Regions from separate parts of the Mus musculus genome. Here region 2 is linked to region 1. A link is a contact called in public HiChIP or PLAC-seq data. All regions are on one chromosome and are shown on one strand. The core of a region is the stretch at or near the end of the contact, and the rest is flanking DNA. Distances in the headings are between cores, read along the strand shown. Region 1 has its middle 140 kb from the start of Ofcc1. Region 2 overlaps Tfap2a (transcription factor AP-2, alpha).

Region 1 (2,700 bases), core at 113-2,612:
AGTCCCAGATACTAGACACTGAGCTAATTATCCTCTTGGCTAGGGTTTTCCCTTGATAACTGGGTCCTGGTTCTTCCTTCTCACAATAAGAAAGTAGTTTTTCTAGATACACACAATTAAGAAACTTTAGATTTTTAAAGAGATCCTTGACTTTTAAATTGTGGAAATTTTAAAAGACTGTGGGATTTTTTAAAAACTGGACTGTGCTTAATATTGTGATATTAACATGAGATCTTGGGGACAAACAAGACAAGAAAGGTTATAGTTCAACAGTGATATATTTGTGTGTCTGCTTGACAAGGAGTCAATTGTACTGGCTAATGTTTGTCGATTTGACACAAGCTAGAATCATCTAGAAAGAAGAAATGTCAGCTGAGGGATTGTATCTATCAAATTGTCCTGTAGGCAAGTATGTGGGGTATTTTCTTGATTAATGATTTGTATTGGGATGGTCCAGTCACTGTAGGCTGGGCCACCCTTGGTCAGGTGAGCCTAGGTTGTCTAACAAAGTGAAAGGCCATGGATGGCAACCAAGTAAGCCACATTCCTGCATGGTCTCTGCTGCAGGCCTGGCCCCCAGAGTTCTGCCCTGACTTCCCTCACTGTTGGACTTCGACTGAATGTTGCAAGATAAAATAAATCTTTTCTTCCCCAGGTTGCTTTTGGTCATGGTGCTAATTGCAACAATAGAAGGCAAACTAAGACACCAGGTAAATAAGGCTTTGCATTTCTACTGAACAACTTCTGGGTCCATGGACCATCATGTACTCATTGGCTTCAACAACCAATTGTCACCTCAATGTGTCACTTGACTGATCTGCTAAAAATGGGGAAGAGATTTTGCAGTTGTAGAAATACCTATCTCAATTGATAGCCCATTCAACTAGCAAATGAATTAGTCTTAAAAATAAACCAAACATTGATATCTTAATGCATAGTGATTTATTTTATAACCTAAAAACTATTCTTAGAAGAGTACTGTATAATCCATATAGGACATTTGATAAATACCTTTGGAAAGTCTAATTCTGAAACAGAAGAAATGTTGCTGTCGCATATGACAACATCTGGGATTAACATGATAAAAATCAGTCTCCTTTTAAAAAAAAAAGTCTATAGTTTTAGATTATTCTACATGGAAGAATTGATTTCTTCTTTTTAAAGAGTAAAATCATAGGGAAAAGAAAATTCTCCCAGGCTAAGACCCGATAGCAGAGTTCTAGCCTGGAGCAAGTTTTTACAGCTCCGTTATAAACCCCTGGAATAGGAGTTCATAACGGAAACAGCTGTTCAACCTTAACTACTGCGGTGCCACTGTAATAAAAGCGGTAGGGGGCACATTAACAGTGGCTTCCCCTTACACTCTTTCCTGTTACCCACCCATTAGTCAAACTGTACCGCCTAACAGAGGTAAAGTATACAGCCTGACGCTCTGCAAAAACCCTACAGTAAGCAACTTACAGGTGGTAACTAATCCATTCCCCGCAAACATCCAAGTGTATGGACACCCCGGAGGCTCTCCACCAACTAGAAAGAATAACACTCTACCCCAGTGACTTCAAAGACTAATACCCCAGACCACAGAACACCAGACAGTGACACCTACCTCCTGTTTATTTTATTCAAAATGCATTAAATTTGCAATATTTGTGAGGATATATTAACTTATTTATCTATATGGTTTATTTGATCTCTTATTTATATGGTGTGTGTGCATGTGTATCTGTGTGTGTGTGTGTGTGTGTGTACTCATATATGCACACAAGTGGGTACCCACAGAGACCAGAAGAGGGTATCAGATCCCTCTAAACTGGGATTACAGGTATTTGTGAGCAATTGGACAGAGGTGCTAAAAACCAAACTCCAGTTCTTAACTAGAGAGCCATCTCTCCATCCTGAAGGAATATATTCAAAAAGTAACAATTAAACAGGCTAATAATAAGACTGCTTTTGTAACACACTCATGGCATTCTGATGGATAGATGATTCTCAGAAATTCAAAACAGTGTCGAAGCTGAAGCACTTCATTCACGGATGCAACTGCGGTACCATCCATTCAGATCCGTCGGCGTTTTAATCCAGTTCCTCTGAAATCTCTGTGCATGCAGAAGGAACCCTCACTCTGGGGCATTCATGCCTTGCCAAGTGATTTGTGTCTACTCTTTTGTTCTCCAGACAAGATCCCATTCTTACCTCTCTCTTACGGGCAAGGAAGCTACCCCAGGCTTGGATGGGATCAATGAGGGACGCTTGCATCCTCTAAGTGCAGTGAAATGAACCACACTTCTGTGTCAGGCGAGCCACTGTTAGAGAAACAGACCATCACACTCGCTTCTTTTAGATCAGAAGATAATTGCCCTGGATGGTTTAAGTCTAAAGACTTTAGTATGCTTTATTATGGGGCATTATGGAACACAATAGATTAATTTATGTGAGAATTGGAAGGCCAGCCTATTGTGCCAAGCAATGGGGCCTTTCCAAGGTTTTACCTGCCTGGCAAAGTCCTGGAACACCCACCCCTACACTGTCTTCCCTGTGGAGTAAGGTGTCACTGCATAGGGGTACCTTCCAAACAATGGGCCACTTGACTCTTTAGTCTTAAGCTGTCTCCCTGCCCCCTTGGTTTTGAGTCCCATTCTGTAGCTGACAGGATGCTAACCCACCAGGTCCATTCACGTGGTTCACAGCTTGTTCCTACAT
Region 2 (2,700 bases), core at 64-2,563, 290 kb after region 1:
AAAAACTGAGGGTCATGGTTCCAAGGCAGGAAAAGAGAGAGCAAGAAGGAACTATATAGAAAGATCATGGAAGATGAAAGGCATAGTTGTCATTGCAACTATTGTGGCAGGTTGGGAACTTTCCATTTTCACACACACACACACACACACACACACACACAGTTCTGATTGCAAGAGTTGGAGGTATTCCTGAGTTCCACTGATAACTGTGTTGCTTTCCCTGTTGCTATAATCCCAGCAAAGCCCAGTGGGGTCTTTAAATTGTCTTCACAAGATCTGCTGTTAGGTTGTTCCCAGTGACCAAAGTTATCATCGCGCTCTCATTTCATGTCCTGGCTTTGATCCCAATGGGAAATGCACCTTGCCAAGTGTTTACATGCCATGTCAGGAGCATAACTGGAAATGTCAAGAGGCTGATGGCTGATATCAGCCTTCAAAATTTTTCCCTGATTTCAGAAACAATGGAGTCACTTCTAAATAGATGTCTAAATAGACTCCCATAATCAGAAAGTGGTTAAGATAAATTGTTTAAATAAAACAGCAAATTAATTAATTTCAGATTTTATTCCCTACTCAAGTGGGTCTTTAATTGTGTGGATTAGATTATACTCCCATAGGTGAGCAGTCTCCGATATTGGGGATGGGGGGAGGGGAGGAAAAAGCAGAGGGCAGAGAAAGATCTGTGACAGTAAAAGATAACTAAGGAAAGCCGCTGGTATTAACTCTGCAAAAACCCTCTTAGAGTATGTAGGTGGGCCATACCCACCAAGGCCCAACTGAGAGTTATTAATATACAGGAATAAAGTTAGACAACGAATTACAGGTCTTTTGTAGAGAGGAGAGTAAGAGACATACTCTTTGGCCAAATTTAATACTAGGCCTACAACTCACACCATTGGATAGATCCCTAAGAACACACCTGGCTCTGAAACTTTTCTCTCTTTAGACTCTACCTCCCTGGCCCTTGTGAAAAACAGGACTCACTCACTTCAGAGAGGTGAGACTCCTGTGTTAATGGATGCGACTACATATAATGAACAGAAACCTGTCACACATCACAGCAAATCAGAACGTCAAAAGAACACCCCCCCCCCCCCCCCCCCCGTACAGAGACTGGAGTGGAGGTAGAGGTTCCTTATGGCAGGAAGTGCCAGCAACCAGGGATGGGAGGCACGCAGCAAGCAGAAGTCACTCTCTTTCTTTACTTGAAAACCTGTCTGTTAAATCTCCACTCAAGACCCTACAGTGTAGTAAGGCAAAGCAAGGAGCCCGGAAGCTTTTCTGAGCTTGTAACCTGTGCGCAACCAGGGAAAAGGCAGCAGCACGGCGCCCCACGGCTGCCAAGGCTGGGACTGAGCCCCAGACGTAGAAAACTGCGCCTGCGTGCTGCAGAAAGCGGAGTTCCCGAGTGCGCAGGCGCGTTGCCTCACACCCCACCCCCGCCTTCAGCCACGCCCACAAAGCGCCACTCTTTTCTCTCCGCCCCTTTCACGTCGCGCGTGCAGTACAGCTACCGGCCCAGCGCAGGCGCACTGGGGCCGGGTTCCCGGGGTGGAGCGGGGCGGGGCGGGGCCGGGTGGGGCGGGGCGGGGCCGGTCCGAGCCTCACCTCCGCAGTACTCCGCCCAGGAGCGACGCGTTAAGACACTCGGGCGGTGAGAGGCGCCGCTGTACTTCCGCCACCGTGACCTTGTACTTCGAGGTGGAGCTGAGGAGCGACAGGCGACCCGGAACTGAACAGAAGACTTCGTTGGGGTTTACCACGCCACCGAAGAGGTTGTCCTTGTTAATAGGGATGGCGGAGACAGCATTGCTGTTGGACTTGGACAGGGACACGGGGCCTGCGAAGACAGATGCGGGCGCGTGTGGGGGGCGGACCGACCGAGCGCTGCTCAGCTCAGGAATCCCGAGGCGGCATCCTGCCCTGACCCTTGCAGCAAGCTGTCTAGAGATGGCTGATGCTGTCGCGACCCCCTAGGCTCTCAAAGGGCTCCGAAGTGATGCAGGAGCTTGGGTTTAGGGAGGCAACGAATGGGTTTTATGTGTAAACCCGAGACAGGGTTGGTGTAGTGGGGGTTTTGCTGGCGAAAGGCTCAGTGCCAAAAGAAATTGCTGTTAAAACCAGCAGACAGTTTCGATTGCTGCAGCAGCCAGTAAATGAACATTTCAGTAAGCTAGCAAGTGGTGGATTCTGTTATCACACACTACACGTCCGTCCTTTCATCAATAGACCCTTATGTTCCATTTAAAAGACACTCGGGCTTTGGAGATCATTCCAAGCCCGTGAACAGGACTCAAGAATAGGCCTACAGTTGAACATTAGGAATGCATCCTTTTGTTGAGCAAATACTAAATGAACCCTGTCTGTCTAAGCCCCTTCAAAGGGATGGGGGTTAGGATATATAATCAGTTAAAACCATAAGCTCTTCATTGTTGGATCTACCATTGTTAGAAAACAAATTCAAGACCATCAGAACAAGGGGTTCATTTCTTAACACATGAAATTCAGATGCACCTACAACCGTTTAAGTTCAATGCGTTTGTATCTTAAAATTCCACACAGAGACATATAATAATATGCACAGTCTCATCATAGCACCTCTCATGTTTTTGTTTTGTTTTGCCTTTAAATAGGGATATTCTACTTGTATGGGGAGGTGAGGGCCTCTAGGTTTTGGATAGATCACTTGTGACATTAATA

The links. HiChIP or PLAC-seq counts read pairs in DNA pulled down with a chosen protein or histone mark.
Region 2: an H3K4me3 HiChIP or PLAC-seq map of embryonic limb bud shows a contact between it and region 1, with 2.6 times the contacts expected there. The contact joins two enhancer-like sites. A contact is called at or near these places in 5 of 39 promoter capture datasets (embryonic stem cells, hippocampal neurons, liver and 2 more), 2 of 484 Hi-C or Micro-C datasets (nephron progenitors and trophoblast stem cells), 4 of 115 datasets of contacts at active chromatin or transcription factors (embryonic limb bud, embryonic stem cells, neural progenitor cells and 1 more) and 2 of 9 other capture datasets (embryonic stem cells and liver).

What each region holds. Positions count from the first base shown.
Region 1 is chr13:40,431,164-40,433,863 of GRCm38.p6, forward strand. No RefSeq gene overlaps it. Among named protein-coding and RNA genes, the nearest start is that of Ofcc1, 140 kb to the left of the region's middle. Within about 2 kb of position 1,363, at least 2 of the 459 cell types and tissues checked have an H3K27ac peak or open chromatin away from gene starts, as enhancers often do. A contact at or near this core is called in embryonic limb bud, where this site is marked.
Region 2 is chr13:40,721,483-40,724,182 of GRCm38.p6, forward strand. Tfap2a (transcription factor AP-2, alpha) reads right to left here. Exons shown (of 7, transcript NM_011547.5): 4 at 1,609-1,840. Among named protein-coding and RNA genes, the nearest start is that of Gm26688, 5.0 kb to the right of the region's middle. Within about 2 kb of position 1,314, at least 262 of the 459 cell types and tissues checked have an H3K27ac peak or open chromatin away from gene starts, as enhancers often do. A contact at or near this core is called in embryonic limb bud, where this site is marked.